7 separate regions of the Mus musculus genome follow, and all the other regions are linked to region 2. The links are chromatin contacts, called in public Hi-C, HiChIP or PLAC-seq and promoter capture Hi-C maps. All regions are on one chromosome and are shown on one strand. Each heading gives the region's core, a stretch centred on a gene start, on an enhancer-like site or on the middle of the called end of the contact. The rest is flanking DNA. Distances are from core to core; before and after follow the strand shown.

The links. Promoter capture Hi-C pulls out the DNA fragments that hold promoters and counts their contacts. A called contact is a pair of places that touch in the nucleus more often than the background predicts. HiChIP or PLAC-seq counts read pairs in DNA pulled down with a chosen protein or histone mark.
Region 1: an H3K27ac HiChIP or PLAC-seq map of VIP interneurons shows a contact between it and region 2, with 19 times the contacts expected there. The contact joins the enhancer-like site here to the promoter of Lrrtm3 in region 2. A contact is called at or near these places in 7 of 39 promoter capture datasets (the C10 cell line, cranial neural crest, embryonic stem cells and 4 more), 3 of 484 Hi-C or Micro-C datasets (cerebellum and cortical neurons) and 4 of 115 datasets of contacts at active chromatin or transcription factors (VIP interneurons, embryonic forebrain, embryonic midbrain and 1 more).
Region 3: a contact with region 2 is called in a promoter capture Hi-C map of second pharyngeal arch cranial neural crest. The contact joins the enhancer-like site here to the promoter of Lrrtm3 in region 2. A contact is called at or near these places in 14 of 39 promoter capture datasets (the 3T3-L1 cell line, 3T3-L1-derived adipocytes, the C10 cell line and 8 more) and 7 of 115 datasets of contacts at active chromatin or transcription factors (SST interneurons, astrocytes, embryonic forebrain and 4 more).
Region 4: a contact with region 2 is called in an H3K4me3 HiChIP or PLAC-seq map of embryonic forebrain, with 6 times the contacts expected there. The contact joins the promoter of 1110002J07Rik here to the promoter of Lrrtm3 in region 2. A contact is called at or near these places in 1 of 39 promoter capture datasets (hippocampal neurons) and 2 of 115 datasets of contacts at active chromatin or transcription factors (astrocytes and embryonic forebrain).
Region 5: a contact with region 2 is called in a promoter capture Hi-C map of hippocampal neurons, with 10 times the contacts expected there. The contact joins the enhancer-like site here to the promoter of Lrrtm3 in region 2. A contact is called at or near these places in 2 of 39 promoter capture datasets (hippocampal neurons and second pharyngeal arch cranial neural crest) and 3 of 115 datasets of contacts at active chromatin or transcription factors (astrocytes, embryonic midbrain and forebrain).
Region 6: a contact with region 2 is called in a promoter capture Hi-C map of hippocampal neurons, with 13 times the contacts expected there. The contact joins the enhancer-like site here to the promoter of Lrrtm3 in region 2. A contact is called at or near these places in 11 of 39 promoter capture datasets (the 3T3-L1 cell line, the C10 cell line, cranial neural crest and 8 more), 1 of 484 Hi-C or Micro-C datasets (cranial neural crest) and 2 of 115 datasets of contacts at active chromatin or transcription factors (forebrain and neural tube).
Region 7: a Hi-C map of cortical neurons shows a contact between it and region 2, with 6 times the contacts expected there. The contact joins the enhancer-like site here to the promoter of Lrrtm3 in region 2. A contact is called at or near these places in 14 of 39 promoter capture datasets (the 3T3-L1 cell line, 3T3-L1-derived adipocytes, the C10 cell line and 8 more), 2 of 15 datasets of contacts at CTCF or cohesin (large pre-B cells and stem cell-derived epiblast-like cells), 79 of 484 Hi-C or Micro-C datasets (the AML12 cell line, the AtT-20 cell line, B cells and 49 more), 11 of 115 datasets of contacts at active chromatin or transcription factors (SST interneurons, VIP interneurons, astrocytes and 8 more) and 2 of 9 other capture datasets (embryonic stem cells and liver).

The regions. Positions count from the first base shown.
Region 1 is chr10:66,638,731-66,642,836 of GRCm38.p6, forward strand. No RefSeq gene overlaps it. Among named protein-coding and RNA genes, the nearest start is that of Gm31240, 100 kb to the right of the region's middle. Within about 2 kb of position 2,466, at least 17 of the 459 cell types and tissues checked have an H3K27ac peak or open chromatin away from gene starts, as enhancers often do. A contact at or near this core is called in VIP interneurons and cerebellum, where this site is marked.
Region 2 is chr10:64,087,869-64,091,656 of GRCm38.p6, forward strand. It overlaps Lrrtm3 (leucine rich repeat transmembrane neuronal 3), which reads right to left and starts at 2,387. Exons shown (of 3, transcript NM_178678.4): 1 at 1,842-2,387; 2 at 1-1,514. The coding sequence starts at 1,845. The region is part of intron 7 of Ctnna3 (catenin (cadherin associated protein), alpha 3); the gene reads left to right.
Region 3 is chr10:66,769,018-66,772,802 of GRCm38.p6, forward strand. No RefSeq gene overlaps it. Among named protein-coding and RNA genes, the nearest start is that of Gm31240, 25 kb to the left of the region's middle. Within about 2 kb of position 1,499, at least 21 of the 459 cell types and tissues checked have an H3K27ac peak or open chromatin away from gene starts, as enhancers often do. A contact at or near this core is called in neural tube and second pharyngeal arch cranial neural crest, where this site is marked.
Region 4 is chr10:66,918,555-66,922,563 of GRCm38.p6, forward strand. It overlaps 1110002J07Rik (RIKEN cDNA 1110002J07 gene), which reads right to left and starts at 1,830. Exons shown (of 5, transcript NR_138561.1): 1 at 1,616-1,830.
Region 5 is chr10:66,900,861-66,904,857 of GRCm38.p6, forward strand. No RefSeq gene overlaps it. Among named protein-coding and RNA genes, the nearest start is that of 1110002J07Rik, 18 kb to the right of the region's middle. Within about 2 kb of position 1,256, at least 30 of the 459 cell types and tissues checked have an H3K27ac peak or open chromatin away from gene starts, as enhancers often do.
Region 6 is chr10:66,836,928-66,841,043 of GRCm38.p6, forward strand. No RefSeq gene overlaps it. Among named protein-coding and RNA genes, the nearest start is that of Gm31416, 4.6 kb to the left of the region's middle. Within about 2 kb of position 2,169, at least 6 of the 459 cell types and tissues checked have an H3K27ac peak or open chromatin away from gene starts, as enhancers often do.
Region 7 is chr10:66,813,071-66,817,027 of GRCm38.p6, forward strand. It overlaps Gm40678 (a long non-coding RNA gene), which reads right to left. Exons shown (of 3, transcript XR_871772.1): 2 at 1-49. Among named protein-coding and RNA genes, the nearest start is that of Gm40678, 15 kb to the right of the region's middle. Within about 2 kb of position 1,506, at least 63 of the 459 cell types and tissues checked have an H3K27ac peak or open chromatin away from gene starts, as enhancers often do. A contact at or near this core is called in the AtT-20 cell line, SST interneurons, adipose-derived mesenchymal stem cells and 3 more, where this site is marked.

The sequences.
Region 1 (4,106 bases), core at 1,216-3,715, 2.6 Mb after region 2:
AATAAGAGAAGGTGGTGAGACAGCTTAGCATTCCAGGGACAACCCTAATTGGTCATGATTTTATTATCCCTTTAACTATCCTCTTGATTTTATTGAGACATTTGCCGCCTGTATTCATAAGGGATACTGGCCTATAAGTTTCTTTTCTTCAAGTGTTCTTATCTGGACCTAATATTGGAATGATACTAGCCTTCCAAAAATTAGTTGGCCATTACCCATACCTAGCTCATGACTCTTCGTTACAAAGCTCTAGTCAGCTAATATGTGATCTAATCTCTCTGAGCCTCACATCTCTCCTAAGTTTAGTGAGAACTCTAGAAATATCCACTCTCAAGCATGTGGTGAGAATTAACTTAGTTAATACTTGGGTCGAGTATTCTGTTAACTATAGAATCCTGTTACAAGACAGCGGAACTGTGCAGTAGCCTTAGAGGACAACCTTTCCAATAGGAGTGTGCTAGGCTAGACTGAAGTGGAAATTTCTGGGTTTGTGGGAGACTCGGTTGTGTCATGTGATGTTTTCTGAAAACTGTCTCATGAGAGGATGTTTTGCTGAAGCAGACACGTGGGAAGATGTTTTGCTGAAAACAGATGTGTGGTGTTTTTCTGGAAGCTGCCTGGTGAAAGGGCATGCGATGTTTTGCTGGAGCAGATGTTTGAGAGGACGTGGGATGTTTGGAAAGAGTATAAATCTAACCCAACTTAGCAGCTCAATTCAGAAAAAAACTGTGAGGGCCCCGCTGATAGGCACAGTCCACTGAAGTGACAAGAAGCAGCTGGAACACCACCAGAAGTCCTTTGGTGCCTTTCTCTCTACAAAGTTACGACAAACAAAGATCTGAGAAGAAAGCAAGGTCGACTAATGCCAGAGCATCATCAGTGAAGACGAGCATCAGCAAAGCCCAAAGAAGACCAGCAGAGCAAACCAATGGCAGAGCGATGTTGAGCTGCTACTGCTGGTTTAAGTTTGGTGTTTTGCTAGTGGGCTGGACTGCAGACGTCCAAGATTGGAATCTCCCCCAAGGAACTGCTCCTGAATAGGTTCACGTCCCCCTTGTCCTATTAGCCAGTTTCCTCCCCTACCTTTGGTCAGTGATAAGGGAGATTGATGTGTTTAAGAACCCTGATTAAAATAGGTTCTGGGAAACATAAGCATACGTTAGACTTGTAAGTGACCAAGTCAGTGAGATTCTATGGGAGTTTTAATGCTTCCCAAAGAGCCTGAGATCTAGAGAGGAATACAGAAGTGGAGGTCATGAGGCAGTGGGACCCACAAGTCAGTGAAGAGTAAGAAGAAAGCAATAAGATCATCAATAGGAGGAGAGGCCCTAAGTCCTGTGAAGGCTCTATGTCCCAGTATAGGGGAATGCCAGTATAGGGGACCAGGAATGGGAGTGAGTAGGTTGGGGAACAGGGGGAGGGGGTGGGGATAGGGGATTTTCGGAGGGGAAACTAGGAAAGGGGATAACATTTGAAATGTAAATAAAGAAAATATCTAATAAAAAATCACTACAGAAACTGAGAGAGGATAATTTTTACTGGGGAGCATGGCTGTGTCTGAAGAGGATTGTTACTAGGTTAAACTATGTACCCTGAAATCACAGACTAAAGTTCTCACTCCCCAATACTTTAGAATGTGGCTTTAACTGCATATAGAGTCTTTACGAACAAACGTATGATCAAATTCAACTGGGGTCGTTAGGAGCGGTGCTAGTGGGTCACCCATGTGACTAGAACTATGCAGAAGGGAAATTTAGAAATAGATTCATACATTCACATCCAGTAGTGATGAAGGCAGCAGAGATGGATGGATAATCTATGAGCCTGGGTTGCATGGTGTCAGAAACGGGGTGAGAGGGATGAAAGAGGTACTCTCGGCCCTCGAAAAGAAAACAGTACTTTGCCTGGGTCATCTAGCTTGCAGAGCTGCTGAAATAATGATTTCTATGGTTTTAGCACCCCATCGGTAGTATTTGTTAGGGCCACTCAAGCAGGCTAACGGGATGCCTGGAGCTGTCAATGAATCTGACATAGCCCCTAGCTAACCAGCAGGCTTTTCTGGCTTCTCTTTCTCCCGTATCCCCACAGCGATCCCATCCCTCTGAGACCCAGAACTCCTCTGAGCCACGGGGTCCTGAAAGAAGTTGGTTAACTCAGCGGGAGGTTAGCAATGTTTAGGAAGGAGTCAATGAAGCATCTGGAAGCAACTGGAGCTGCTGCTTTGGAGCCCTCAGATCAGGGGAGGAGGAAATCTGAAACAACTTTCCTTGCTGCTTCAGGGAAGAGAGGCAAGTAGCCAGCCACTGGGGCGCTTGGCAAAGCAGTGAACAGCAGGTGAGGCTGGGAAACCTGTAGGCTGGCAGCTTTCTGCTTAGGGGCAGGCTCCAGTCTCCAAGCCACCGGGTTATTCCCAGCCAAGCCAGGGCATCCAACAGAGCAGTTGCTGAACGAACCAATAGAGATAATCACCCCCGTTATTCAGGGTTCGCAGAGCAGCAAGTATTTCACACATCAGTCTTACACACAAGTAAAGGTCTCTCTGGTCACCCAAAACAGCTGCTTTTCACAGTGGAAGCAGAGGCCAAACCAAGCCAAGCTCTCGCTGGGTTCTTTCCCATCCAGCCTTCCCCCAACAGCCTGGATTCACCTGACGCCTGGCGTGAGGAAAGAGCTGGCAGGCATCCTGCCTCAGCCATCTGTGCCTCCGCTCCTCACCAAAGTGGGAAAGCATTTCAAATAAACGATTTTGAACGCACGTTCGAACCATTCAAGTTCTCACGACCTCACAAGAGAAGGGCCTCAGGGACTCGCACTGTCGGCTGCTGGAGGGAGAGCTGATGAACAATATTCTCTGAGCTTGTTCAGAAAGAAAGGGAAGAACCCGGACAGAACACAAATAGTTTCAGAGAGATGGGAATCGCCTTGCAGGTGGTGGAACCACATGGCTCGTTTATGGGCTGAATAAGCCTCCTAGCTCAAGTTGGCACTTGAGTATGGGACGCCAACTGCCGTTGACCGGATGTTTAAATTGTAACATCTTATTTGTAAGCCAAGTATTAATTTATTTTGCTTTTTTTTTTCCGTACCTTTGCCTTAAACGAGATTGCTTAAGGGACCCAGGAGTACTCCACACGTTTTCTTTTAAAGACTTTCTTTCTGCCAGACAAGATTGTGGGGTCCCGGGTGATTGTGTTTTATATTGCACAACATTACTTCAAGAGGAATAGTTTTATCTTCACTTTTAAAGGGCTTTATCCAGTTCAAGACAGTTAGATAGCTCAGCTAGGGACATATGGCTAGTAGATACACAGATCAAGATTTAAATAGCAGATTTTACCACAAATCTTCCTGGCACTGATGGCGTGGTTCAATGGTAAAGAGACCTTGAAACTCTTCCAGAGGGTCTGAGTTCAGTTTCCAGCACCTAAATCAGGCAGCTCAAAACCGCCACCAGTCACTCCAGCACCAAGAGATCCAGTGCACCTTCTGTCCCAGCACGCATCTGCAAGCCCATGCTTGTGTGCGTATATACATAGACGCATACTTGCACAGAGACAATTGTAAAGAAATCACTTTTTAAGCCTGTTATAGCCGTCTCCTGAGAGGCTCCACCAGTTCCTGACAAATACAGAGGTGGATGCTCGAAGCCTACCATTGGACTGGTCACAGGGTCCCCAATGAAGACACTAGATAAAGGACCCAAGGAGCTGAAGGGGTTTGCAGCCCCATAGGAGGAACAACAATATGAACTAACCAGTACCCCCAGAGCTCCCAGGGACTAAATCACCAACCAAAGAGTACACATGGTGGGACTCATGGCTCCAGCTGCATATGTAGCAGAGGATGGTCTCGTTGGACATTAATGGGAAGAGAGGCCCTTGGTCCTGTGAAGGCTTTATGCCCCAGTATAGGGGAATGCCAGGGCCAGGAAGCAAGAGTGGGTAGGTTGGTGAGCAGGAGGAAGGGGGAGGAGGAAGAGGGGAGGAGGTCTTCAGAGGGGAAACCAGGAAAGGGGATAACATTTGAAATGTAAATAAAAAAAAAAATCTAATAATTAAAAAAAAAAAAACACTTTCCTAGAGAGAGCAGAGATTTTCCGGTATCAG
Region 2 (3,788 bases), core at 1,137-3,636:
TTTGCTATAGGTGCAGGGTCCCGTTCCGTTCAGCAGCATCTCGCTGGTCTCCGTGTTGGTGGGTTTATAATCTACATAAAATTCCTGGGTGCCTGGAGTCATCTGCTTGAGCGATTGCCGTTTCTTCTTCCGGTGCCTTCGCATGAGGGAGCGCTGCTGCAGCTGCTTCATGCTCGCGGGGTACCGCTTCCAGGACACGTACATCACCAGGAGGATGACCAGCACCGACAGGAAAAGGGCCACGCTGCCCGCGATGATCTTATGGAAGGAGATGTGCTCCGTGTCCACATCTGTCTCTGGGCTGGGCTCGGTAGCTCCCACCGTGGGGGGCAGAGGAGGCTTGCTCTCGTGCTTCGGCCTGGGGAGCTTGGGCTTAAATGTGGGCTTGGGGAGGGCCCTGGCCAGGTCAAACCTCTCTGTGGTAGTGCTCTTCCCACAGATGCTGTAGTTCTTCACCGCATCGATCACGTTAACCCCCTGCAGCTCTTTGGGACTGGCGCAGATGATTGTATTCTCTCTCAGACCTTTAAAACTTCTCAGCCAGTTTACCAGGGAACAGATATTCCTGCTGCATTCCCATATATTCCCAGCCAGACTGATGTCATTGAGAGAGATCCAAGAATCCAGAATCTCTTGTCCAATAAATGTGAGCTTGTTGGAATCCAGGTTGAGGCGTTGCAGATTGGGAACACACTGGAAGACACTGGGTCCGCTGAAGGCTTCGATCTCATTACCAGACAGGTCGAGCCTCTGTAAGGAACTCCAGGTCCAGGACATGGTTTGCCCTATGACACTGATTTTATTCCACTGCATGTACAAGTTCTGAAGGCTCACCAGCCTTGGGAACAGGGCCAGGTTGAGCTTGGAAAATTGATTGTGCTCCAGGTGAAGCTCTTTGAGTCTGATCATGCCAGCAAAGACATTCCTGGCTAAACTTCGGATCCGGTTGTATCCCAGGTCCAGAAGTTCCAGGTTGCGACAGTCTTGGAAGATCCGCACCGGGATGGTTCTCAGTGAGTTGGAGCGGAGGTGTAAACTAAGCAGCTTCCTCAAGCCCCGGAACTGTTCCGATCCCAGAGAATGGAGCTGATTGTAGGACAGATCCAAGTTCCGTAAATTGGTCACAGGTCTGAAGGTGTTGTTAAGGAAATAGGAGATTCTGTTGGAACTCAGAATCAACTCTTTGAGTCTGCGTATCCCATTGAAAGCATTCTCGTCGATATTGCTGATGTGGTTGTGGTCAAGGTAGAGCCAGGTGAGCTGATTGAGCCCTTTAAATTGATTATACTTAAGTTTTTGGAGGCTGTTGTAGCGAAGGGATAAACCCAAGCAACCGGCAGATATACTCGAGGGTATCTCCTGCAGTTTCTGAGACTCACAGTATACCATTTTGCCTTCACACCTACAACCCTTAGGGCATCCTCGTTCAGCAGAAGAAAGCATTGTCAGTAAGACAGTGGGTGCTAGAACCACCGCTACAGCTGATCCTCGCAGTAGCCTAATTACATTGAAACCTGGAAATAAAAACAACTTAGAAAAGTTATCCCCCCAAAACGAATGCATTTTTTTTAACCAAGCAAAACTAGCTGTTCATTTCCACATTCAGAAATGTAAACATTTAGATACCATTTAGCATCAAACATCATCTTTGTAATAGAAGGATATTGCATATTTCTATCAGTTAAACAAGGAAATGTAGCCACTGATAATTGAATTTATAGTCTTAGACCAGAGAAAGATAATCTTTAAAACAATTAAAGCAGAATTATTACATAGACTTAGAGGATTTTTTTTCAATTTTTTTTTCTTAAGAAGGAAAGAAGAAAAATATCAAAACATACCCATCCTTTGTATTGTTCAAAGGTCGTCCTTAGGTCTTTTGCTTTGGCTTAGGGGCCGCCTGCATGACAGCCCCTGTCAGCTGCAGTGGAGTGAGTCAGGGCTCGCTGACACCCAGGAAGAAAAATTGGACCCCTTGGGAGATGGACCGATTTTGGAACATTATTCTTTACCAGCCATGCAGAACACTCCAAGAACAAATAAATCCCAACACCGCATTCGCAGCAAAACATCCGAGTCTTCCTAGGTAATAGGATCTTCATGGATATTACGTTTTTGCATCTTTACAGTGTGTGTGTGTGTGTGTGTGTGTGTGTGTGTGTTAAAAAAAAAAGAAAAAAACTGGCTCCTACAATTTCTTCTCAAAACCCATAATGTATTCCTCTAGGCAACGTGGGGCTACCTGTGCTGCCACATCTGTATTCCATAGTCCGGCGAACCCGTGGTGGTGAGCACCCAGTTCAGCCTCGGAGCTGCGTTGGAGCCCAGAAGGCAGGAGAGCCGGGTTCCGCGCACACTCTCAGCTCACTCCCGCAGACTGTCATTCTGTAAGCCGCTCGGACTGTTGCTTCGGTTTCAGTGAATGCAGTCTTATGTAAAGCTGCCCCCAGTGGTGGGGAACACTATGGGCATGTGCAGAGCTGGCTCTCTTTTATCTTGCAAATGAGCAGGCTCTGCTGGAAAATGAATGGTTCTTTTGGGTGGCTCAATAGGAAGTGAATGGTCAACGTAATCAATAACTAGCAACATTTTCCGTGATACCCAAGTCTTGTTTTACAATTTGGCAACGCCTGTAACTGTCTGCGTCTGCTTAATCGACAAACATGTGCTTCCCAGAGTTGTGGGGTTTTTTTCTTTTTTTCTTTTTTTTTCTCGAGCTTGACGTTAAGTTCACAGATCGAATGTCAAATTTTCTTAACCTCAGTGTAGGCTTTGAGCTGAAATTTATAAAATGAATTATTGAGCTCTTCACAAAACTGCGTTCAGAGCGTGCCTGTTTGACCTCTCGGAGTCACCGTGATTATATTATGCAAGGTGTCTCAGAATGCTAGACTACATCGGCTTTGCAATGGACAGAATGACTGATGACACACAAATTAATAGGGCTAATGGCTTTTCTGTTTTTCCCACAAAAGATATAATTGGTTTAATGTTTATGACTGCGTTATGGCTTGTTTTGGTTGCTCTGGGCTTTTTTTTTTTTTTTTTTTTTTTTTATCAGAAGAGAAATGAACCATTTTTAGTGCTAGTATTAGGACCCCAAGATCATTTGGTTCATGGCTTATTGATGTTGCTCCTATTTATCACATTAATAATATTTATTGGGTGCTTTCTAAGTCCTTTAAATGAAGGCTCCATCCTGTTTTTTCGTTCAAGTCACCAGCCTGCAGGTCCCACTGCCATCTACATTTCCAAGGTGAAGGACCTGAGACTTAAATGGGGTCACCTGCTCCAGGCTCCAGGATATGGCCACGAGGAGCAAGAGCTTCTAGGCAGAACAAGTATGTCTTTCAATGCTTCACCAGGCACCAGTTCCTTTTAAGGGGCATCTCTGTGCTCAGTGAATCTGGTGACCATTGGGATAGACCAGGGTAGGGAAGCTGTACAGAGCTCTAGAGACTCTAGGTCTATGCAGGCTCATCCTTGCTAAATTGAGCCCCTGCATCACCTTGTACGGCTTACTCATCTCTCTGTGCTTCCATGTTCTCACCTGCAAAATTGGACATGATAGAGAAATTACATCATAGGCATATGCTGAGGATTAAGTGACATCTTTGTCTGTGGTTGTGGTACTGGGATTGAACACAGGACCCTGGGCTCAGCCCTGTGTCATTTTGCTATCCCAACGTGCTTAGCTTCTGTGGGTATCACAGACATGGAGCAAGTATCATCTCTGCTACCGGTACAGAGGTTGCTTTTTAATATTGAATGCTGCCCGTATTAACTGT
Region 3 (3,785 bases), core at 249-2,748, 2.7 Mb after region 2:
AGGCCACACCCACAACAAGGCCACACCCATACCAACAAGCCCATGCTTCCTGATATTGCTACTTCCTGGACACACATTCAAACGCATGAGTCTCAGGGGCCCATTCCTATTCAAACCACCACAGAGAAAAAGAATAAACATCAGCCGAATCTTCCTCTGCCTCCCCCTTTTAAATCCATCTACTACAACAAGAGCATGATCATGGATGACTTCTATGGCCTTCTCAAAAATCTGAACCACAGTATAATTGTCATTGACTATGTTTATTTTTGTGCGTTGGAACATGTACATGTGCTATGAGGACAACGTGGGTCCTTTCCTTCCACCGTGTAAGTGCTACGGATTGAGTGTAGGTGACTGAGCTTGGTGGAAGTGCTCTTTGTTACTGAGCCATCTTATACTAAGTTTGTAATAATAATTTCAACATCTCCTATAATTTTCCTAATTAACATCTTAATGATTTGTTTTAGAGACGTAAAGTCCATAAACATTTCATCATTTAATTGATATCTCCTTCTCTCTCTCTCTTTCTCTCTCTCTCTTTCTCTCTCTCTCTCCCTCTCTTTTACTTTTTTCTCTCTTCCCACGCAAGTCCCTTGATTATTGGTTAAAGAGATGGAAAGGGAGTGGCTGAGGCTGTGTTCTCTACTAGGGAAGGCTGTAACCTATTTCTCTTAACCTGCTAGCTCTTTCTTTGATAAAATATAAACACCCTCTCTTTCAACTCCTTTCAGTAGGCATCAGGTTGTTCATGACCAATACAGCCCTTGTGGGGAAGGGCCTGGCCCCATGAAATGAAGATGAGATGTTTCTAATGCTGAGATCAAAGTATACACTGGGAGAAATAACTCATCAACGTATTAAAATGGAAGCTGGCCACCAAGTTCTTCCTGCATCCTTCAGTCTTTACCTGATACAGGGTCCTCCTGGCTGGCATACCCCACCCCCTACCATAAACTCCTGCCCTTCAATGTCTTTCCCTATATAATCCAACCATTTTGGTTACCTGGTCTTTTCCAGCTCCTCTTCTTGGTAAGCAGCTACCCTCCCCTCTCTGACTTTCACACTGTTCAGGGCATGTCCACTCTGGACTCTCACAGATGTCCCTGCCTCTCCCTACACTCTCCCTTTTATCTACAGTAAACTTTCTCCTCCAACATACCTAGGAGCAGTCGTGCCATTTCCTTTTTTATTTTTATTTTTTCACTCACACACCTATTTGGATAGTTAAAACACAAGGAGCAGTCTTCCTACCCCACCACCTACTGGAAGGGCAGCCCCCACTACTGCCAGCTTTTAAACACAGCTCTCAACTCCGGGTCACCTTTTGTCAAGACATCCTGGCAGCAGGCAGCCTAGCAAGGTTGTGAAGCAAAGAGGGGGGCTGACCGATTTGAAGAGGAATTGGCAGGTGCTGATAGGAAGCCCTGTCTCTCTGAGAGCTCGTTATGAAGCATCAACCTTGAGCCGTCAGGTTTCTCCTTTCCTGGTGCTTGTGTGTGGGCTGCTGGGGCTTCACACAGGCATCACCGCGAAAGCTTCCTACAGGACGGAGAAGCTCAGACAGCTCTAAAGCGTTCCTGCAGTGTTTCAAAGATGAGCCGGCTCTTTTTTTTTTTTTTTTTTTTTTCAGAAATATAATGCCAGAAATAAAAACCTCACTCATCCTGGTTCCCAAACTCGGCAGTTATGACAGTTTTATTGCGGTGCCTCATTAAAGTATAGCCATAGATTTACATAATTAACCCGGGCCCGCCCCTCCCCCACGTCTCCCCTGCATCTACAGCTGTCAGTCCTGGTGGTGTGCGTGGGATCCTGGCTCCTGTGAATCGGGAGAACCTGGAGGCCTGGAGGCCGTTCACCGTGGGGTGGGCAGACTGCCTCTCATGGCACAGGCGATGAGTCTGACCAGCAGGGGAGATAAATGTTTCCAGGCTTCCCACAGGAAGCTGCTGGCCTTTGCACTGCGTCTCAGAGCTGTAAGGACCCTGAAATGCATCTGAGATAAAGACTTAAACGTTTGGGCCTGATTTGGTCCAAGTTATTTTTCTCTTAAGCTAGAGTCTTGACGCTACACTGGCCTCAACGTCCGTATGTAGTTAAGGAAGACCTTAAACGCCTAATCTTCCCAAGTACCATAACTTCAGCTGTATACCACCATACTTGTCTTGTTTCTGGTTTTGGATTGGTTGGTTTTTTGTTTTATTTCGAGACAGGGTTTCTCTGAGTAGCCCTAACGGTCCTGGAACTCACTCTTTAAACCAGGTTGGCCTTGAACTCAGAGGTTCGCCTGCCTGCCTCTGCCTCTGCCTCTGCCTCTGCCTCTGCCTCTGCCTCTCTCTCTGCCCCTCTCTCTGCCCCCTCTCTCTGCCCCCCTCTCTCTGCCCCCCTCTCTCTGCCCCTCTGCCTCTCTGCCTCTCTGCCTCTCTGCCTCTCTGCCTCTCTGCCTCTCTGCCTCTCTGCCTCTCTGCCTCTCTGCCTCTCTGCCTCTCTGCCCCTCCCTCTGCCTCTCTGCCTCTCTGCCCCTCCCTCTGCCCCTCCCTCTGCCCCTCCCTCTGCCCCTCCCTCTGCCCCTCCCTCTGCCCCTCTGCCCCTCTGCCCCTCTGCCTCTGCCTCTGCCTCGAGTGCTGCGATGAGAGGAGCGAGCTACCGCCACCTGGTTTATACCTGGTTTTTACATGGTGCTGGGATCCAACACAGAGCTTCCTGAGTGCTAGGGAAGCACTCTATCAACGATACATCCCCAGACGTCACGGTTTTAACCATTGTATGTGCTTTTTCATTTCAATAAGATGTTGTTATTGAAATTAAGACATTCCCATAAAAAGCCAGTTTGGAGCCAATGACAACTCAAGGTGGGCAAAGGACCGTGGAGACAGCCCTGACAGCCTGAGTTCGAGTCCCAGGATCAACAGATGAAATTCCACAAGTTGTTCAAACACATTAAATGAAAAAATGTAATTTTTAAAATGTATTGAAGATTTCCTTTTTATATATATATCAGAACTGAACACATTATTGGAGGCCAGCTGTCCTTCTGCTGGGCACGCATCTGTGATTGCTTATAGCTCTTATTCCCTTTATTCTACGTTAACCAACCACACACGTTCATATGAACTTTTCACACTCTGCAAAAGGTTGACTTTGTAAACTGCTTCATACAACCAGTGACCAAGAGAGATTCCAACTAGTCCAGGTTTTCTGCCTCCAAACAGTAAATCCTTTTGTTGAGCTGTCCAAAGACCTAAATTCTCACTTCAGCTCCGTTCTTTGCTTGCTGTGGCATCTGCTGAGCCACCACCACTACCACCACCACCACCCACCATGAGGAATATGTCATACAAGGGGTCTAGTATAAAATGAAGTCTATTTGCGGCATGAGAAGGGTTGGGAATGGAGTAGAGGCAGGGAAAGAGAAGAACAGAAAGAAAGAGAGAGAGAACAGAGAGAGAAAAAGGGAGGGGGAGAGGGCACCTGAGAGAGGCCATACTGTCCTTTTACAGCAAGCCAGGCTCCTACCTGGCCGTTGCTAGGTAACTGTTGGGTGGAGCCTAGAAGAAATGTTAACGGCATCGAGGTACCACGTGGAACTTCTTTAAGCCAAACATTCTCATGTCGGGTAAGATGAAGCCAACAGTAGTATCATGTCTACCTCAGGAGGATTCAAATGCTCACGAAAGGATCTGTAACCGCACGAAACTCGAACAGTCTCTCGCTGTTACTTTTAAGGATGGTGCTGTTGTTCACAATTTCAAATGTTCTAAAATTATCATTAAGTACAACCC
Region 4 (4,009 bases), core at 580-3,079, 2.8 Mb after region 2:
ACACAGTGGGCTGGGCCCTCCCCCACTGATCACTAACTAAGGAAATCCCCTATAGCTGGATCTCATGGAGGCATTTCCTCAATAGAAATTCCCTCCTTTCAGATGACTCTAGCTTGTGTCAAGTTGACCTAAGACTAGTTCAGGGCACTTACCAATATTTAAAAGCATAAAAAGAGAACGATGTCTACTCCACCCTAGGGACCCTCAACTCTAGTAGCAACTGGCTTGAGCTGTTTGATGAAGGATGAAGGTAAGGCATGAATGCTTTCCAACTGGGATGCAAGGTCAAATGTCATTAATTACGTCCCCTGATAATATGGCTGGCTGGTCCAAGAGGTCTGGAGTGGGGGTGGGGTGGAGGTGGAGTTAGACCTTCACACACCCAGTCACCCCAGGAATGTCAAGGATGGATCACACATAGATGAGGTGAGGAAGTCATGCCTGGAATGGTGAGGATGGATCACATATAAATCAAACTGTTAGGTCTCAAACCCAAGACAAACAGCTAACAGAGGTTACTATTACCATATCAAAGCTGACCCTGGCCACCAAGTTTTCCCACCATCCCTGAGTCTCTACCCATTCCAGGGTCCTCCTGGCTGGCATACTCCACCCCATACCCTAAACTTCTCCAGCCACGAGGCTGGACTGGGTTTTCCCTTCCCCCAGCCTCTCTGGCTCCTATACAATTCAGCCATTTCGGTTACATTATCTCTTAGCCCAGGCTACCCCTCTTTGTTAGTGTCTCCTTTCTTGCTTTCCCTGCCTCTCTCTCTCCACATAGTCCAGCTCAGTCTGGCAATGTTCACTCTGCACTCTCCCAGATGCCTCTTTTTGTCCATATTCTGTATTCTCTCTTATGTCTGTCACAAACCTTCTCCTCCACCATACCTAAGAACATCCTGAGCTCCTCCCATTTCTTTCTCTTTTTTTCCATCCATAAATCATCCCCAGAATGGTGAAGATGTGTACGGTTAGCACTCTGTCTAAATTCCATCTTACAATTACCTGGCAACAGCCAGGTAGGCCTGGCCCACTACAAAAGGGGCTGCTTGCCCCCTCCTCCCTCTCTTACTCCTTCCCGGCTTGCTTCTCTCGTGCCCTCTTGGGCTCTTCCCTTCCCCCTTCCCTTCTCCCTCTCTCCCTGTGGTCATGGCCGGCCTCTACTTCTCTGCTCTCTCTCTCTCTCTCTCTCTGCCTTTCTCTGCCTCTACTATCCACTTAACTCCTCTCCCCATGCCCTGAATAAATTCTATTCTATACAATATAATAGTATAGAATGTGGCTGGTCCTTCAGGGAGAAAGGATGCATTGGCATGGGCCCACTGAGGCACCCCCCCCTCACCACACCCCCATAGAACATGTTCTTATACCTCTTTGTCTTTTTATAATCACATTGTGTGCCACACAGATGAGGTCACCCCAGGAATGGAGGGTAGATCACATATAGATGAGGTTACCCCAGAAATGATAAGGATGTATCTCACATGGATGAGGTTACTCCAGGAATGGTGAAGATGCATCACACATCGATGAGATCACCCCAGGAATGGTGAGAATAGATCACACACCCAGTCACTCCAGGTAAGGACGAGTTACACAGAGATGAACTCACCCTGGAAATGGTGAACGTGAGCCCCCTACAGAGAGGGTTAGGGCATTTGCTGAAAATCCCTGCCACCGAGATCAGAGAAAACGGAAAAGGTTAAATACGGAAGAGACCTTCAAAGGTCACCTCCCTCTTTGCATGGAAGAGGAAGCCAAGGTCCCAGAAGGCTGCGTATCTCTCACAGAGTGCATTTACAGAAAAACCCAACCCAAGACTGCAGGCGCCTTCCACTGAAGTAACAGAAATGGGAAGGGGAAAAAAAAAAAAAAAAAAAAAACACTGAGTGAGTCAGGCGAGCGGGGGACACGGTCTCCCTTCCCCCTACCTCGGGGTGGTGGCAGGCAGCCAACTGGAGCTTGCTGCATATTTAATTTAAACCTTTGTCTGCCCTGGCAAGGACAAAGTACAATCTGTTTTATGTAAAAAGTCTTCCCTGAGGAAAGCCTCAGCCTCCAGCTGCGAAACTGATTGATGTTCTTAACTCCTCCCCCCCCCCCCCCCAGCCTCTGTGGGGATCCGAGGTTGCAGTTTCCAAAAAAAGAGTTGGGGGGGGGGGGAGGAAAGCACTCCAAACAAACAAGCAAAACAAAATTTCTTGCTTTTATTGTGTTACTCTCAATCTAGGAGAATTAGCCTGAAACTAGAGGGAGAAGCCTACAAATAAAGCCTATATTTTACAAGCCGATTTCAGAGCCCCAGATGGGAGGGGCTGGGACAGCAAGCTGCCGCGGGAGGCTGGAGTCTCGTCTAGGAGCTTTGTCTACAAGCTCCTTCTGCCTTGCCTTAGATGGCCTAATCTAATCAATACAGATACCAAAACGTCCTAAAGATGCCTTAAAGTGAAGCCTTCGTGTCAAGGAACATCACCGTTGGAAATGGTCACCGAACGTGAGATGGAGATTAGGAGTCACCTTGTTTTGAGAGCTCTGTGGATTTCCGGGTAGCCTGTTTCAGAGACCCTGATTTGGGAGATCATATGTCTTGCAAAACCAAGGCGTGCATTGTTGCAACTCAGTTTGGGGTCACCTCCAAGTGTTCCTGGACCTTCTAGACTTCTGCCTTAGACTGAAGCACTTAGTGACCTCAGTCTCAGCTGGCGCTCAGTGTTCAAAGGTTAGCGTCGAGGTGCGCTGAGGAGACCCAAAGGGGGCGGAACCACCCTGCATAGCATTAGACTTTTAACTCTGCTCCCGCCCTCGGTCCCCTGTATCAGATTGGTTGGAAGGAGAGCGTGGGTTAAGGGGGCATGGACCTGCCTTCCCCTTTCTGGTTCAGGAGCCAAACTTCATCTTGGAGTCAGAACAAAGCCATGGCCGGATCACACTAAGGAGCTCCAGCCTGTTTTGGGACAGAGCCAGGACCCAGAAACCATTGCCATGAGCCACCAGCTGGCTGCGGTCCCGGAAAACTTGTGCAGCTGCCGCACAGGCCAGACTGGGCCTGCACACTGTCACAGTGCCAGGCCCTCCATTAAGGCCCCCGTCTCCGCTCACACCCAACTTGCCCCGCGTACTTTGGCATCCTCCTGCCTTGAGGTGTGCCCTGGGATTACAGGGGAGACTTCAGAACCACCGAGTGACCTGCCTCCTCTTATCTTTCTGGGAATTACACAGTTGTTCTGGAACCCCTTGGAGAGGTCAAGGTAGATGGCTCCAGTCGCTGGTCTGATGAAAATGGAGGATTGAATCATTTCCCTTAACTCTGTGTGGTCTAATTTAAGTGCCTGTCATTAGTACTTCTAAGGAGAACACAGGCGCCCTAGCCCTGAAAACTGAAATCCCTCTCCGAAGGCCCTAATGATGGGGACAAAAAAAAAATCAATGAATGGCCACATTCACAGCTGTTTCCAGAAGTGTTTCCTGCTTTCTTGGACATTAAGCTCCAGTAATAAAGTTAACAACAGTACAATCATCCCGAGAAAAGGTCAAAGAAGAGGAAAATCTGTTTTGAAAAAAGATCCTGCCATCTCTTCCACACACCCGAGATTATCTCGCCATGCAGTGAGTGATTTCTCCGGGTAAACGTTCCCATTGACCCTCAGTGAGATGATCTGAAAGATCTGGCTTTTGCCCCAGTTGTATGAGTCCCTCTCCTGCTTGAGTATAAGCCTCCAGAAATCTGACAGACTGTAACAAGTCCGTCTTTAAAGGATTTGTGTGTGTGTGTGTCTCATGAGCACACACAGGTTAGAGTACATACACGAAGGTGCCAGCAGAGACCAGAAGAGTGCCAGGCAGTTGTGAGCCTCCAGACATGGGTGCTAGGAAATGAACTTTGGTCTTTGGCAAGAGTTCTTCTTAACCACGGAGCCATCTCTCCAGCTCCCCAAAGCTGCCTTTCGAATCCCTTATCATCAGGCAAAGGTCTACAGGCGTTCAATAAGCCTGGGTCTTAAGCATC
Region 5 (3,997 bases), core at 6-2,505, 2.8 Mb after region 2:
CTGTAATATGGCTTAATATTGTTTTGAAAAGTTTATCTGCATCTGCCCTGCTTGCGTTCGTGGTGCTAACACAGAGAGTCCCTCCGTGGTGTCTCCGTTTCCGAAGTTAATTTGGTAAACAGCTGCTCTAGGAAAATGGTCCAGATGGTTTCTGACACAGAGAGATAATAAATAAGTGGCCCTTTCCGCTCACTACATGGTATTTTCTGTGGTTTCTGTAACGAGATGGGGCTTTTAAAGGACCTAAAATAAAATAAAATAAAATAAAATAAAATAAAATAAAAATAAAAATAAACCACTCAATTTCCATGACCACCCAAAGCCCACAGAAACACATGTGGCTCATATGTTTAAATGCTTAAATGTCAGATCACTCTTCCCAGGTTCAAAATGAGTCATAGTGTGAGGGATACTACCACTATGGTGCTGGCTTGTGTCTCGTTTTGATATTCTAGTAGTAACGTGTGCTATATACATACCACGTTGCTTAATCTTGCCTATGCTGTAGGTATTATCGTTGTTCTTATATTCTCCAAAGGAGAAATAGTTCAAGGGGTCAGGGGTGTGGTTAAACTGCCCTGGGTGCAACCCCAGCGACAAATAAACCAGGTCTGGTGGCACACTTGTGATCCCAGAGCTCAGCAGGTAGAGACAGAATGGGCAAGAAGGTTAATTAAGATCATCCTAGCTACAAAGGGAGCTGGAAACCACGGGATATATGAGACCGTGGTGGGGGGCGGGGGAGAGCAACGAGAACGTAATTTAGGAAGGGAGGCAGGATTCAAAAGGTATCTGGTACCCAGGCTTGTGTTCCTCATGTCTACACTCTGCACCCCAGTGGTTTGTAGGTACCTACTACTGCATTGAATTCCCAGCCGTTACTGTCCAGGCATCCTTCTCCCGCGGAGTTATAAAAGGTCAGCCTGGACTCACTTGCTTCCGTCCTGTAGTACTGAAGCCTCACAGAAAAGTTAAACAGGCATGATACGGATGCCTCTCTCCCCTAGCCTGCGCCATTCTTCACTGCCCCGTGGTGGTTCATCTTCACTCTAACGCGATAGGATTTAGAATCACCCAGGAGGCACGCATCTAGAATGAGAGTGTTTCCAGAGAAGTTTAACTGAGGGAGGAAGTCCCACTCTGAGGATGCACAGCACCGTAATCCACCTCTGGGACTGAATAGGAAAAGTGAGCTAAGCACCAGCAGGCATCTCCCTCGGCTCCCTGGCTGCAGACACAAAGGAACAGCCCTCTCATTTCTTTTGCCCGGCCCTCCCCACTGTGATGGGCGGGGAGCCTTAAACTGTGACGAAAATAAACCTCTCCTTCCCTGTCCTGTTTTCATTGGGTAGTTTGTCACAGCAATCAGAAAAGCTGTCCCAATAACCATTATCCCAACATCACACAGAATGTCTCCTGGAACATGGTCGTCTCACCGGACAGTAGGGAGGGCAGCACCATTAATCCCAGTGCTCAAGAGGCAGAGGCAGGTGGGATCTCTGTGAGTTCGAGAGCAGCCTGATCTACAGAGTGAGTTCCAGGATAGCCCAGGCTACACAGAGAAACCCTGTCTCAAAAATAAAGTAAAATATAATAAAATAAAAATATAATTCCTGCTTGTGTGCCCCCCCCTCTCCCTCCCCCCAACCCTGGGCTAAACCAGAGGATAACACTAACACTAAGATTCTCTAATCTCCCTCCTCAAGAGGCTGAGGTTAGGAGATTAGCAAGGTTCCTTTTGTCAACACCTAATAGCAGAGTGTCTGCAAACAGAACTGGATTAGACAGGCTCCAACATCCCAGAGAAATCAAACTCAAATCATAGGCTGCTGTGTTTATCAAAATTCCTTCCATGAGGGATGTGCCCTGTGGTTAAGAGATAATGAAGCGCTCGGAGACTGTAAGTGAAGTCGCATGGCAAGCGTAAAGGCTATGGAACCAGTGGTGGGTGCTGAAGGCGTCTGGGTCTTCCTGGACCCTGCGTATGCTTTGATAGGACGTGTGTCCGAGGCTGTGGCTAGAGTAAGAGGTATCTGAAGTTGAGGAGATCTGGTCTTCCTGGATCTGCCTCCCCACAAAACATATCAAAACTCTCTCCTACTGAAGAAACACAGACAAGTGTTTACAGAAAACACCATGTAAGCTACCCCAGAGCTTCTAGCAGACTTAGAGCCAGCCTCTGCCTCCCATAGAATTGACTCTAGAAAATTTTAATTTTCTTGAGTTTAACTAGTTTCTGATTGTTAAGATTTGGAGCCCCTGCCTTAAAATAGAACTGTGGGCACCATTACTATATGCACACAAGGATAGCCCTCTTCTGGTGTGTCTGAAGACAGTGATGGTACACTCGTAAATAAAATGAATAAATAAAAGGGAAAATCTATAGCATGATATATATATATATACATATATATATTATATTTATATATATATATATATATATATATATTAGGTAAAGTCCATGATAAGTCCATATAAAATATACACACACACACTTTGAGACAATCCTTGATGTCATCCTCAGAAACCTGAGACCTGGAGATGGTAAATAATTTGCCCACAGTCCCCAGTCCACAAGGGCAGAACCATTCACTGTATACACCAACCTGGTAAAACAGACCTTCCTAGAACATTTGGAGAAAATGTATCCCGGAAATACCTGTGAAAGAGGCAAGGAAGCCTCACAAGGGAACAAAGGGAGCCTGGAGAGACAGAGAAGTCTCTAGGGAGTGAGGGGGTTGTACGGCTGGAAAGAGCGTATTTATTTATATATACACATACATACATACATATGTATACATATATAATTTTTAAAAAATCTCTGGAATCAGGCAGGCCCATAACACTTGTAATCTCAGCAGTAGGCCAGTCAGGAGTTCAAGGCCATTCGCTCCCAAATGGCCAATCTGGACTCCATGAGACTGCAGCTTAGCAGACAATAACCAGTGTCTGTGATGCACATCTAACATCACCTGTTCTCATACAGCTGATTTTTACAAATGAAAAATGGCTGTTGCTGGGCTCAGTATGTAAGGGCATCTGCCGCTGGGCCTGAAAACTTGAATTCAATCCCCAGGACCCACGTGGTGGAAGAAGAGAACCACTTCCCAATTCCTGTAGGTTGTCCTCTGACCTCCACATGCACACACACACTCAGACACAAGCACAGACACACACACACAGGCACAGGCACAGACACACACTCAGACACACACAGACAAAAGCACAGACACACATACAGACACACAGGCACACACTCAGAAACATACATACAGACACAGGCACAGACACACACACACACACAGATACACACTCAGACACATACACACAGACACACACAGAGATACATACATACAGACACAGACACACACACAGACATAGACACACAGACATAGACACACACACACTCACTCACACACCCTTGCCATATGAGGCTGACTACAACCCAGGAAGAAAGGCCTCCCTGGGGCTGGTGAGATGGCTCAGTGGGTAAGAGCGCCCGACTGCTCTTCTGAAGGTCAGGAGTTCAAATCCCAGCAACCACATGGTGGCTCACAACCATCCATAATGAGATCTGACTCCCTCTTCTGGAGTGTCTGAGGACAGCTACAGTGTACTTACATATAATAAATAAATAAATCTTAAAAAAAAAAAAAAAAAAAAGGCCTCCCTGGAAACCAGCCTGCCTGGCACATTCCTAGCCTTTGGGATTATAAGTAAGTGTGTTTCTGTCCTTTATACCGCACCAAAGCCTATACCCACTCTCTACACTATATGTGATGCCAGGAGCTGGGTTACTGGGCAACCGGCATTAAGCCCTTACTCTAAAGAGCCTGAGCTAGCTTTGATGCTAGTGGTGTATGCAACAGTGTGTGGCATCTATTCTGCAACGCTGAGGTGAAGAGCAGCCGTGGTCGACCCTCTTGCAACTGGCCTCACTTCCTCTTGATCTCCTCCCTGTCTTCCCTTCCTACACATAAATACTTTCAAAGGCTTC
Region 6 (4,116 bases), core at 919-3,418, 2.7 Mb after region 2:
CTGCTAAGGTGCAGCTCGTGGTAACCCAGTAGGGAAGCCATTGCCAGCACCGAGCAGCTTCTCAGTACCACCACACACATCCTAGCGGGAGTCCCCGCTGCTTCCGGTCTCCAGTCCCACTCTGTACCTGTTTCACAATAAGAAAAAGAATCGAATTGAGAATATTCTTTTTTTTTAGATGTAATTTTAATATTTATTTTTTGAGATTAAATCATTATTACAACATTTTAATAATAACTTTCTTCCTTTTAACCCCTCACATGCATCCTCTTGATGTCTCTTTTTTTTTTTTTTTTAGTTTTTTTTTTATTAGGTATTTTCCTCGTTTACATTTTCAATGCTATCCCAAAGGTCCCTCATACCCACCCCACCCCCCAATCCCCTACCCACCCACTCCCCCTTTTTGGCCCTGGCATTCCCCTGTACTGGGGCATATAAAGTTTGTAAGTCCAATGGGCCTCTCTTTGCAGTGATGGCCAACTAGGCCATCTTTTGATACATATGCAGCTAAAGACAAGAGCTCCCGGGTACTGGTTAGTTCATATTGTTGTTGAGAATATTCTTATGATGGATTTTTTTTTAAGTTTACAAAATAGTGGGACTCACTATGACGTTTCCATATGGGCACGTGACATCATCCTTCCTTGCCCCGCCCCCACCCCCCACACTGCTGCTTCCTGTCCCCCTATCATCACTTTACTTGCCTGTGCGGAACGCCAGAGGAGGACACTGAGCGCCCTCTTCAGCCACTTTTCTGTGAAACAGGGTCTCTCATTGAACCTGAAGTTAGGCTGGTCGCCAGCAAGCACAGTAATCCTCCTGCCTCTGCCCTCCACCGTGCTGGGATTACCGATGCACGGGGCCACACTCAGAATTTTACATGGGTGCTGGAGATTCTAGCTCTGGACCTCGTACCTGCACATGCTCTGGAGCTGATTAAAACACTCTAATAGAAATATCCCACGCTTTCTTTACCCTTTCATTTCTTGAGGAACTTCTAGAGCAGTGGTTCTCTGCCTTCCTGATGCTTCAGCCCTTTAATACAAATTCCTAACGCTGTGGTGACCCCCTACCATACAATTATTTCGTTGCTACTTCATAACTATATCCTTGCTAGTTATCCATTGTAATGCAAATATTTGATATGTAGGATATTTGATACTCGGCCACAAAGGGGGTCGGGACCCACAGGTAGAGAACCAGTGACCTAGTCTGATAAACGCACACCCTCTCTTTAGTGGTAGAAAACTAGGGAGGAAAAATACAAGAAGACTCCATTATCATTCTCAGCTTCCACGTCTCATTCAAAGCCTTCAAAACTACACTGGTTGACCGCATCGAAGAATAGGCCTCAAGCTGGAATGAAAGAAGCTTCAGGAGTCTGTGAGATCGATGGCCATCTACATGGTGTGTGATGGCTCATCTTGTCAATGTCACACTGATCTGAAATCAATGAGACTTGCTGGGGTTACAAAGGATTAAGTGAGGAGATAAAACCCTAACCCAAAAGGGTGACCTCCAAGCCAGTAGGTAGTCCAGATCTAAAGAGGTCTGAGGGAGAATTAATGCTGCTTTTTGTTTGTTTGTCTGACTTTACTTCTTGACGATGACGATGATGATGATGATGATGATGATGATGGTGGTGATGATGATGATGATGACGATGATGATGACGATGGTGATAATGACGATGATGATGATGATGATGATGATGATGCATCTTTCACAGGTATCAGAGTTCAGCTTCTTTAGCCTTTCAATTGGGACTGCTGAGGTATATTTATGGGCTAAGCAGCAACTAAGTTCTTAGCCTCTGCAGCCAATGTTGGATTATTATTGTTGTTGTTGGGGAAGACAGAGTGTCATTGAATAAAGAATATGTCAGTCAGGATCAAATATTGAGCAATAATCATTCCATGTTTTAAAGTTTTAAAGTACAGAAAGCTTAACGCAAGAAATCATGGTAACTGCAAGATCTGTGGGAATAAAAGTCAGAAATAATTGGTTTTGGTTTTTTGTTTTTTTAAAAAGCCCTCAGCCTTCAGCACAAAGTTGTATAACTTACAAGACACTCCCAGAAAGTTGCTTCAGGCTCCCCATCTGTATCTGCCCTCAATTCTTCTGAGAAAAAACAATTCCTCCCATGTCAAACTTCCAGTCTCCTCCCGAGCAGAGAGCAGAGCGAAGAGACTTCTAACAGCTTCTAACAAAAGGAAAACAATTCTAGGAAACCTGACTTCTGGGCCCTGCTAAAGAGACCACCCAGGGATGGAGCTAGTTCCAACATGACAACAGGCAATCAAGCACAAAGGACAAAATCCTGGTCCCTGTCTATTCCCCGGTTTAAAAAGCGCGTGTAATGGAAAATACCCTCCCCGTGGGTGTTTTTCTTCACATCTCCAACGATGACCTTTGACAGCCACCTCCCCGAGGGAGCTGACATCACCGTATCTTTGGCAAATCTGTTGAAAATGTCCTCAGCTTTCTTTGCAGTCAAGATAAACATTCATAGATGATAGCACCACCACCCCCCCAAAAAAACACCGTTTAAATAAAATGTTGGCTGTAAATTCAAAACTGGAATGGAGTGTTTGTGGAAAGCGATTCCATTCTGGATCATTTTCATTAGTGAAGAGGTTCCTCTGAAATCACAAAATTCAAAACCATGAATATCAAATATCCTTTGATGTCTTCGGTTCTCGTGATTGAAAAATTCTGTGCCTTTTCTGCTGCGTTAAATTTTTTTAAAAATGGGGAGTAAAGTGGTTGGATGAATGGCGGCATGAAATGTCTTTTAACTCAGCACGCGCCCACAGACACTCAGAAACGCGTTTAAGTTCGTCAGTTTATGAGACCCTGAGATACTGGCTAACTTGAAATTAACCTCTTAGATCTTGCAAGATAGAAGCACACGTGCCGGGTCAGCTTTTAAAACATAGTGTCTCCTACCTGGGATGTTTTTAAAAGCAAAACATGAAAAGAAAATACCATAGGAATGAGGACGTCTTGCTGTGGCGTAGCTTTGGAACAAAGAGCAGACACACAGATGATCTGGACACTAGGATAGACCAGCCATCATCAGACAAGCTGGTAGAATTGGAATACTGAAGGTAAATACATCATTTAATCTGAAAAGAGTCCTCTAGTTCATATGCATACGCACGCATGCACGCACACGGTCGGGGGGGGGGGGGTGTCACTCTACCCTTTTATTTTCCCCAAACAAGCGGTTTAGCAGGCGAGTAACTGGAACTGGGTGGACCTCCTGCAGTCTGTGACCTGTTTATGACGCCACTCCTATTTTTTCTGAATGAGAATGCTCTCTGCAAGCCACAGCCAACTGACTGTCTACGACTGCATCGTTCCATTCTGGCTGCTTTTCTGATGCTGGTGCCTGCTTTTGGGCTTTGGGGGAACGAGTCAAATAAGATGCATTCCGATTTCACAGAGCGGAAGAGAAAGGCCTGAATTGCTATCCACCTAGAATCCTGCTCTTCTGGGAAGAGTAAGCTTCTACATCTGGAAAAGGTAGGGGTGGAGAATGCCGTTCAGTTACTAGAGCACCCGGCTAGAGTACACCAAGGCCTGGGTTCGATGCACAGGAAAGCTTAACTCTGGCCTAACAGTGCAATCCTATAATCTTAGCACTCAAGCGGTAAAAGGGGGGAGGGGGGAACCTGAAAATGCTCCTCCTCTCTCTACAACATGGTTGACGTAAGCTCCTCCATATTCTGCTGAATCGTGTACCTCTGGTGGTCAAACGATCCAGGAATGCTGGATATCTGATTCAACCCAAACCAACCAGCACATCGTCTCTGTGGTCTTCCTTGCCGACAGTGAAAAACCTCTAGTCTTCCCTGAGACAAAAAGTTGCCAAATAACGTCTTGAGCTATTGATAGCCATGTTTCCCAATGCAGTCAGGAACGGTGAGAAGAAAATAGTCTCAGAGATAAGGAAACATTGACTGGGGAGAGAAAGAAGTGTGTTCTTAGGAAACTTTGGTGTCTATCTGTTTGTTCTAAGGCTTTTAACTCTAGAGCATGTGTGTTCTAAGGCAGTGACTGGGGGTCAAGCATGGAAGTCCTTATGTCTAAGCTAGGACTTGCCTTGTCTTA
Region 7 (3,957 bases), core at 256-2,755, 2.7 Mb after region 2:
AATATGCTGACACCGTCCTTGTCTTTAACACGATGACTCAGAACCCAAGCTGTTGAATTAGAGCCCAGATGCAGTGACTTTGGACAAGTATTTCTTGATTTAAATAAGGGGGGGGGGATAGGGGCCCCAGAGATGACTCAGTTGTACTTGCCCTACAGGTAAGGAGACCTGAGTCTGATACACAGAACCAGCCTTTTAAAAATGAGAGTGGTGGTACACACTTTTAACCTCAACTGTGGAAAGGCAGAGACAGATGGATCCTTTGGGTTTGCCAGACAGCCATCCTGGGTGAATTGGTGAACCCCAGGTCCCAGTGAGGGACCCTGTCTCAAAAAGAAAGGAAGGAAGGATGGATGGATGGACCCCTAAGGGACAGCGTCTGAGGTTGTCTTCTCCTCTGACTCCACCTGCACTTACACATGTGTGCACATGCATCCTCTGTTAGTGTGCTAAGACCCTTGGACCAATAGCAGTTTAGGGGAAGAAAGGGTTAATTTGGATTACTCTTTCATGTCAGAGTCCATCCCTGAGGGGAGCCCGAGCAGTAACTCAAGCAGGAACCATGGAAAAACTCTACCTGCTGACTCACTAGTGCTTCTCGTTCTCCCTCCCTCCCTCCCTCCCTCCTTCTCCTCTTCCTCCTCCCTCCCTCCCTCTCTCTTTCACAGGCTCATGTTCAACTAGCTTTCTAATACAACCCAGGACTACCTGCATAGGGAATGGTATCACCCACAAAAGGCTGGGGACTCCTATATCAATTCTCAATAAAGACAATTCATCACAGTCATGCCCAGTCTAACCTGATAAAGGCAGTTACTCAGTCGAGGCTCCTTTTGGGGGAAAGATTTTATTTCATAATTATTTATTTTTATTTTATATGTGGGGTATTTTGTCTACAGACCTCTAAGCACTGTGTGCATGCAGTGCTCTCTGCGGCCAGAAGAGGGCGTCAGATCCCTCGGAACTGGAGTTAAAGATCATTGTGGGTTCTGGGAACAAAACCCGTTTCTCCAATCCTGATAACTCCCTTTTCAGGTGATTCTACGCTGTCTAAAGTTCACAGTTAATGCTAACCAGGCCACCCTAATACAAATGCACAGTCTCACGCACAAACACACAATCAGTCAATAAGAGAAAGCAGTTAACACCCACTTGAGAATGCTGGATATTTCTAAAGCACTTGGCCAAATGATACACTTGGGAGATAAACAAAGGGGAAAGGTGAATTAGTGTCGCACACGTTGCCACCAGCTCTCCTGTGGGAAATAATCCAAAAAAAGAACAAATTCAAAGATGTGGGGCAGTGGCAGCTCCTAGGGAGCACACCTTTCCCGGGGTTCTTTATACTCGCCCCAGGGTAGCCTTAAATCTGGAGGTGCAATCGCTCATTCCCCAGAGAGATCACAGCAAAGCAAACACTGGACTCGGGCCAGGATTTCACACCACCGTAACAACTTAGAGGCAAAGGGGAACTTTCTCAGCAGCCTCCGGTCAGCTATGAGGAAATACCTCTCATTTTTTATCTCCCAAGAAAAGTTTTCTGAAAAACTTGGCGCCTGGAGGAGAGTCTTAGCGGTGTTTGGAGATTCATCGCCATCTAGTGGCTGCTGAGCCACATTGCAGGACAAACGTGACGGAGAACAAGCTCTGCAAAGAGTTTCTGCCTCCCAGGGTGCTGCAGCATCTCTCTCACCGGGAGTCTTGCCAAGAATCGACAGCTGCGGACCATCTAGGAGGGGAGACGATGCTATTTAGGCAACTCCCGTTTTAAAACGTCAAGATAGAATCCCACGCTTCATGTCTTCTCTTTCTGAATGCATGGTTCTCTTTTTGAGGCTTTTGACCTTGATAGCTTCTTGGAGACTGTTATAGATTCACACACAGGGTGGCTATGAGTGGGAGCCCTCGTGGGACTTGTGAGCCACCACAACGTGACCCAGCACACATGTCGGTCTTCAGCTCACTCTTGAGTCCTTAGTCTCTGTTTCCGGAAAGCCCACAGCCCCTCACCCTTATCAGTCAGTACTCTTTAGTCTACCCAAAGCCTACCTCCACCTGACTTCTGAGATCCTCTCTGCTACCTGACTCTTCCACCTTGCTCTCCCCTGCCCATGCCCTCAGTGCCAAAGCTCCCTCATGCTTAGATCGTAAACACAAGTCTTCAAATGTTGGTACGCATCAGTGCTATCTGCGGCATCTGTATTGTGGAAAAGTCCCCCGGAGAGTCTGTTATGTACCAAAAGATGAGATGTACCATCTCCTCCTCCTCCTCCTCCTCCTCCTCCTCTTCTTCTTCTTCTTCTTCCTCTTCCTCTTCCTCTTCCTCGGAAGTTTTGCTCGCTCTCCTTGGTCAGCGGCTCCACGACCACCCATTCTGACAGTTTCCCCCTCTCCTTCTTCACAAGGCTTTTGCTTCCCCCTCTCCTTCTTCACAAGGCTTTTGCTTCCCCCCCCACCCTTCAATCCCCCATTCCCAATACTGTGGGTCTCCCTTCTCCCTGGATGAAGAGAGCTGAGTCGCAGAAGAGGGTTGCCCGACTGCCTGTAGAGAACGGACGGAAATGATGTCATTCTGAATCCCAAAGGAGAAAGGAGACAGATGAACTTTACTCGGGGTGAATCAAGGGTTATATGGTTTGGGGGCATGGGGAGTAGGAATATCCAGGGTGGGCAAACATCATTGGCTGAAGGCTAAGGTACTGAGATGCCTCATTAGCATGGGGAGGGGCTCCAGGAATCTCAGCTGCGTGCTGAACAGGTTCTTACAGGGAGAAAGGAAGCTGTAATCTAACCAAAGCTATGTGACATTCCGAAGGTAGAGGGTATAGGGGTTTCGAGCTCCCCAGATAAGGTCAGAGAAGAAGCCCTACCATTTGGCACGGAGCTCAGGCCTTTCCAGTAATGTCCGACTTCAACCTTAATTAGCAGGGTTTCTCACACTGATACAAAAGCTGCAACAAAATCCCTGGCCAAAAAAAAAATCTTAGGAAAGCAGTTTATTTTGGCTCTCCGTTTGGGAGTACATCCTGTCATGGGGGAAGGCTTAGTGGTGAGAGCCCCTCTTGCCACAGTGACAAGAACACCAGGCAGTAGGTCACATTGCCTCTACAGCCAGGAAGCAGAGAGAGAAGCATGCGGGTGCCTGGTACAATCGCTCCTTTTTATTCAGTCCTGGACCCCAGTCCAAGGATGGTGGCAGCCACTTTCAGGGTGAGTCTTTCTTCCTCAGTTAAACCTGTCTGGAAACTCCCTCACAGAGTTTCTCAGGGGACTGTCTCCCATGTGATTAACTAAACCCAGTCAAGTTTGATGTGTTTATACAAAGATAAAGAAAGGGGGAATATGTTCTATGGAGGTGTAGTCAGGTATGGGGGAAGGGGGTGCCTCGGTGGGCCCATGCTGAGGCATCCCTTCCCCCTGAGGAACCAGCCACACGTTATAGTATAGAATAGAGTTCATTCAGGGCATGGGGAGGGGAATCAAGAGGCAGAGAACAACACAGAGACAGAGTGGTGAAGCAGAGGCTGGCCATGAGCATGTGGAGAGAGGGGGGAGGGAATGAGGAGGGAGTGGGAGCAGGAAGGCAAGAGCAAGAGAGGAAGAGCGAGGAGGGGGCAAGCAGCCCCCCCCCCTTTTTTGGTTTGTTGTTGTTTTGTTTTGTTTTTGAGACAGGGTTTCTCTGTGTAGCCCTAGCTGTCCTGGAACTCACTTTGTAGACCAGGCTGGCCTCGAACTCAGAAATCCGCCTGCCTCTGCCTCCCGAGTGCTGGGTGGGCCACCACGCCCGGCTAGCAGCCCCTTTTATAGTGAGTCAGGCACACCTGGCTGTTGCCAGGTAACTGTGGGGCGGAGCTCAGACAGAAGGCTAGCAAAGTTGGCAGTCAGCATTACCCATCATGCCTAGCAAAGCTACTTCCAAGTTCAAAAGTCTTACAGAAGCTTCCCACTTCACCCCTT